Linked DNA regions of Mus musculus: region 2 is linked to region 1. The links are chromatin contacts, called in public HiChIP or PLAC-seq maps. All regions are on one chromosome and are shown on one strand. Each heading gives the region's core, a stretch centred on a gene start, on an enhancer-like site or on the middle of the called end of the contact. The rest is flanking DNA. Distances are from core to core; before and after follow the strand shown.

Region 1 (3,062 bases), core at 180-2,679:
TGTGTGTGTGTCTGTGTCTGTGTCTCTGTGTGTGTGTGTCTGTGTCTGTGTGTCTGTGTGTGTCTGTGTGTGTCTGTGTGTCTGTGTGTCTGTGTGTGTGTGTGTGTATGTCTGTGTGTCTGTGTGTGTACCTGTGTCTCTGTGTATGTGTGTGAGCGTGTACATGCAAATGTGTGTGCGCCTGTGCACACATGTGTGCAAGTCAAGATATGAAAGTCAATATCTAAGAGACCAGAGGGTCCAAATCTTACCTGGTGCCTCTGATATGCCGAGAACATTTTTTCAAAGTCTTCCAGGTCCAGAATCCGAAATACCTGCGAGTCATCAATTTCATTCCACACGGTGCCAGAAACACGCTCCTGAGGTTCAGAGTAAGGAGAAGGATCGTGGTTGGCCTGGCTCTTCTGTGACAGAGCCACCAAGATTTCCCTAACATCACTAATCCCCAAAGGCACATGTTTCAGTGGCCAATGTCTCAGACTTCCAGAAAGGAGTCCAATAACACCACCCCTCTCCAACATCCCTCTTCTACAATACTCTTGGTAGAGACAGAAGACATTTTGTCATCTCTCCCTTTCATGTGAGGCCACATCGAAGTATCTGAGAAATCACTGCAAGGGCTGGAGAGTTGGGGCACCTATTTGACCAAAGGCAATACTCTGAGAGCACCCTGCAGGCCTGTTCTCTTATAGAGTCCCTGAAAGCATTGCAGCTCACATGTATGTGGGATAGTCTGGGCCTGTGCATAGACTACATTTCCTGGATCTGAGATGGTCCTTTTCTTTCCCAATACCTTGTTCCCACTTTTCTCAGTTCCCAGAAAGAGGACATGTGCCAAACTCTGGGACATGCTGGCCCCATGTAGTAACTCTGCTCAGATCAGCAAAACCTATCTCAAGTTCCCGCCGGTCAGAGCCAGGGAAGGTATTTCCATCTTTAATGTTTGCAATGGACCTATAAGTTTACAGTTTCCAGCTCTCAGTTTTGAGGTACCATCCCATTTGCTTGTTTGTTTGTTTGTTTGTTTTTGGAGGACCCTTGTGCTAGGGTCAATAGAAGCCCAAACTGTACTAGTAATCATGTAACAATGTGTTGATGATCCAGAGGATGGGAGTGCAGAGGGCAAACAGAGAATAGAAGAGCACTCCTCATTATGCAGCCCCACCTCCAAGAATCCTCTTCTCATCTAGAACATTAGTCTTTGGGACTAAAATCACCCGGTCACCTACTTGCATCTGTCTAGAGGCCAGCAGGCAACCTCCCTCACACGCCTTCCTACCTCTCCTCCTCAGAGTTGAGAGTGTACCTTTCACTCACTTCTGTTTTCTTAAACTCTGAAAATGGGAGGCTAGGCCAGAGTCAAGAGGGAGGAGACATTCCTGTGGCCTTCCGAGGGCCAGGGACCCTCATGTGGAATGCTGGGCTAGGAAGCTCACAGCAGCAAGGGATACAGGCAACTGGCCAAAGCCAACACAGACAGATTCTTTTCATGGTGGAAACAACCACTGTGTGTGTGTGTGTGTGTGTGTGTGTGTGTGTGTGTGTGTGTGTCCTCATGTGCGAGTGCATTCAGGAGCACACATGTAGGATAGAGGAAGAGACTAGAAAAAGAAAAAGAAACTGGGCTCATGGAAAGGAAGGTCTGAGGCAGAGATAGAGGAAGGGATAGGAACTGAGTCAGGAAGGCAGGGGGAAGAGCTAACTGAAGCAATGGGGCAATCCAGGGACCTAGTGTCTCCTATACAGGGTTTGGGGTAGGGAGGCCCATGAGATTAAAGCTCCTAGTCCTTTGTATTCTTGTGGAGGTCAGAGCAAAGATAGAGTGGCTCAAACACTTGGGTATCCAAAATGGCAGATGAGTCACCCCAATCTTCACTGCTTCCCAAATACAGCTTGTCTCCCACATCTGTCGAGCCTTTCATTCCTTCGTGGAAGCATCCCAGGGCCCAGACCTTTCTCATAATCACCACATCATAACTTTCATCATATTTCCCTAGTATATCCACCTAAATGCTCCAATTTAATTTTTCCAACACTCTTGTCATCTCTAGCCTAGGTTCCTGGGACATGACAATATCATAGAAGCTATTGATGATCTTGTCTGTATTTTCTTGTTGTTGTGTGTATGTGATGTGCATGATGTGTGTTCACAGGGCATTTGTGCACTACAGCATGTGCTTGTGACGGTCAGAGGACAACTCTGTAGAGTCGGTTCTCTCCCTCTCCCTTCACATTAGTTTCTGGGACTGAACCCAGGTCTCTGGGCTTGCACAACAAGCTCTTCACTGGCTGAAACATCCCACCACTCTATTTTCTCAATCCCTGCCACATCCTAAAATTTTAATATATTTATGGGGGTATGTATACATGTACATGGGTGTGGATGCACATATACGGAGGCATGTCTGCACGTGTATGTGTGTATGGCGAGTGTGTAGATTAGGTCACCTGCAGGTGGTGTTCCTCAGGAACTGCTCGCCTTTATAAGGACAGTGTCTCTCACTGTCCTGGAACTCAGGTAGGCTAGGCTGGCTGGACAGAGAGCCTCGGGCATTCTCCTGCCTCTGCCTCTTCAGAGCTGGGATCAAGCCCAATCTATCATGTCCAGTACTACTACTTATACTTCCTCCTCCTCCTTCTCCTCCTCCTCCTCCCCCTCCCCCCTCCTCCTCCTCTTCTCCTCCTTCGTCTTTGCCTTCTCTTTCTTCTTTCTCTTTCCGTTGTTCTTCCTCCTCCCCCTCTTCTTTTTCATGAGTGCTAGGGATTGAGCTCAGGTCCCCAGGCTTGCATGACAAGTACTTTTCCCAACTTGAGTTATCTACTTAGTCCTTCACATTCCATTAAAATTATTTTTATATTTTTTGTGGGGGAGGCACACATGCCACTACACATATGTGTCAAGGTCAGAAGTCAACTTGCAGGAGTCTGTCCTCTCCGTCTACCTCTGGGCTCCAGGGGTTCAAGTCAGGTTGCCAGGCTTAGCAGCAAGCACCTTTATGCACTGAGCCATCTCACCTGGCCCTAACTTACTACATTAAAACACACACACACACACACACACA
Region 2 (3,062 bases), core at 408-2,907, 210 kb after region 1:
TAGGCTTCATCGCAAAGATGCAGGGGTGGTTCAATGTATGGAAATACATCAACAAAGTCCACCATATAAATAAACTGAAAGAAACACACACACACACACACACACACACCTGTACAAAACCAGAACTAACGGAGATACCCCCATCCCTGATCTCAAGCTATCCGAGAGAGCTATAGTAGTAAAACCCACATGGTATTAGCATAAGAACAGGTTGATCAGTAGTAGAGAATGGAAGACCCAGAAGTAAACCCACTCACCAGTGGACAATTTTATTAGTTGATTCCATACAGAATTTTAGGCCATTTTGAAAAGTTCTAAGGAAAGCCTTTGTGAAATGTACCTGCCATTTTCCACCTCACAAACACCCAAGTCTTTCCTATTGCCCACTGGGGGATTTATCTACTAATGACCCCCTAAAGGCCTTAAACCCAAAGCAGCCCAATCCTAGTGTGTCCCTGAATCAATATTGCCTAGTGTGTTCATTTCTCCCATGTTTGCTTCTTTTTTTTTTCTTTGATAAAACTAGTGGTCATAGCCTTGCCATTCAATGCACTTTATATACATCTTTAAGAATAACATTTATTATTTATTTATTTATTCATTCATTTATGCTTCATTCATTTATGCTTATGCATTTGTACATATGTGTGCACATGCCAAAACACACATGTGAAAGCCAGAAGACAGCATGTGCGTTCTGGGAATCAAACTCATGTCACAAGTGTTAGCAGCAAGCTCCCTTAGCCACCCACACATTGTTATCACCTACCCATGCAGAATTTCCAGCACTGACTTTATTGGGGGAGACAGGTTGAACGGGCTCTGTGTCCTGCGGAAGCCCACACAGCTTAGTGAGTGGATGCCAGGCTCTGCCCTGTCCTTCTGATTCAGCAGCTCATGTCCCTTCGTACCACAGTCATCACATTGACATCTGTCAGCTATTTCAAGCATGGATGTACTTCTGAATTATCTCAGAAGTATTCCAAGTATTTAGCACTTTCGTTTATCTCTTGAATTCAATGAAAGCAACCACTCATACATAAAACTATAAATGCAGATTGCCAGCTCCTGAAAATTCCTTATTATTCAGCCTGCTGACACGCCTGTCTTGGATCACGAGCTAACTGTCAAGATGTAATTTGTCAGCACAGAACGAGCTTTCCATGATAAAAAGAACACACTAATCATTTCTTTAAAAGAGAGAGGCGGAGGGAAGGGAAGAGAGAGAGAGACAGAGAGAGAGAGAGAGAGGGAGAGAGAGAGAGAGAGAGAGAGAGAGAGAGAGAGAGAGAGAGAGAGAGAGAGAGAGAGAAGGAGAGTTTTCCTTTGCACAGACAACTCTAGAGGTTGTCATGGAAACCAGAAAACATTTGCAAAACAAAGTCCAGATATGTAGGACACAAGGTGGAGTACGCTTTTCTTTGGTATTCAGCCTTTTACAGAAAAGTTGTTAAAGCCATTTCTTTATTCAGAAGTATTAAGTTCTGCAATCCTACCACTATTTTGAATAATACTTGATTATGTCCCGTAGGTAATTTTTTTCCCAAGTGAGTGTGAATGTTGCACGTACTGAACCACGAGTTACCACACCCCGAGGACCCACTCATAGCTGGTGTGACTTGATACCTCCTGACTCTCCTTGTTGAGCTGTTCCCGTCAACTAGTCCAGTGTATTTGGAGAAGGCATGCTGTATGTTCTCGTCAGACCACCTCCGCCCCTGCTAAGTCTATTGGTGTTTTCCTGGACGGGCCCCACCCCTGTTCTCCAGCACCCTCTGCTCACACAAGGCAGAGGGTCACTCTGGACCACAGCATCCCGCAGCACTTACAAGCTGCAGTCTGAGGCTTAGTGGACTTGAAATAGCTTCACTGAGGTGGGCAGGAGTTTGCACCTGGTGGCTAAAAAGAGTCAGAAGAGTTATGTGAGCAGGCCTATGCTGGCTCTGCCCGTCATACCCCAGCATTCCCAAGGTCTGCCAGCTGGAGGGAAAACAAGAAAAGCCTGTTGCAATTTGTGTTTTCCATGTTTTATAATTTTTTAAATTCTTTTTTTTTTATTTGCACAGAACATTTTTATTTACTTTGGGTGTATGTGTGTAGGTGTGGTATGTTGTCTGTGGAAGTCAGAGGACAACTAACAAAGATTATTTCTCTCCTTCCATTGTGTGGGTCCCGGAGACTCAACTCTCCTCCTTGAGCTTGGTGGCAAGCTCCTTTTCTCTTTGAGCTATCATATCTACCCAATCCTTGCTGTCACTAAGCTCTGAACATCCTTCAACCTTGGTACTTTCTTCCGTTTTTCTCTTGGAGTATTCTGGTATGTCTGGCTGACATGCTGACACCATATCTTGTTTACAGAGCCCATATCCATGGAAACTAGAAACACAGCCTGCTCTATAGTAGTCAGTCAGTTTTAAACAATTGAACTAGTAAGATGGCTCAGTGGTTAAGAGCACTGCCCGCTCTTCCAGAGGTCCTGAGTTCAATTTCCAGCACCCAAATGGTGACCCACGGCCATGTTATACAGAGAGACTTTGTCTCTGGAAAACAAACACAGAAACAAAAATCAAACAAAAAATTATTAAAGGAATCAGTACTGATGAAATAACAGTCATATATTAAGCAAAAACATTCTTATTTTATATATGTCTTTTAGTTCTTTTTTTGTTCTTGTATTTGCAAATCAATCTTTATTTCATGTGTTTTGTATGTTGTACCTTATTCTGAGATGAGTATTGCTATAACTAGGCAATGTTTTATTGTTTTGTATTGTTGGTCTTTGGGGCTGGAAGGACAGTTCAATGATTAAGAGAACTTGCTGAACTTTAAGAGGAGCCCAGTTCAGATTTCAGTGTTCATGTCAGGCGTCTCAGAACTGTCTCTAACTCCAACTGCAGTAAACCCAGTACCTTCTTATGGGCTCCAAAGATATCTACATTAATTTGCATAGACAAGCCTATACACATACATACACACACACACACACACACAGAGAGAGAAAGAGAGAGAGAGAGAGAGAGAGAGAGAGAGAGAGAGAGAGAGAGAGAGAGAGAGAGAGACAG

What was found. HiChIP or PLAC-seq counts read pairs in DNA pulled down with a chosen protein or histone mark.
Region 2: a contact with region 1 is called in a CTCF HiChIP or PLAC-seq map of the NIH/3T3 cell line, with 8 read pairs. The contact joins two enhancer-like sites. A contact is called at or near these places in 2 of 15 datasets of contacts at CTCF or cohesin (both in the NIH/3T3 cell line) and 1 of 484 Hi-C or Micro-C datasets (embryonic fibroblasts).

The regions. Positions count from the first base shown.
Region 1 is chr17:49,476,197-49,479,258 of GRCm38.p6, forward strand. It overlaps Daam2 (dishevelled associated activator of morphogenesis 2), which reads right to left. Exons shown (of 25, transcript NM_001379372.1): 15 at 252-359. Among named protein-coding and RNA genes, the nearest start is that of Gm41595, 34 kb to the left of the region's middle. Within about 2 kb of position 1,430, at least 27 of the 459 cell types and tissues checked have an H3K27ac peak or open chromatin away from gene starts, as enhancers often do. A contact at or near this core is called in the NIH/3T3 cell line, where this site is marked.
Region 2 is chr17:49,689,939-49,693,000 of GRCm38.p6, forward strand. All of the region lies in intron 6 of Kif6 (kinesin family member 6), which reads left to right. Among named protein-coding and RNA genes, the nearest start is that of Kif6, 76 kb to the left of the region's middle. RefSeq lists an enhancer at 843-2,010. Within about 2 kb of position 1,658, at least 57 of the 459 cell types and tissues checked have an H3K27ac peak or open chromatin away from gene starts, as enhancers often do. A contact at or near this core is called in the NIH/3T3 cell line, where this site is marked.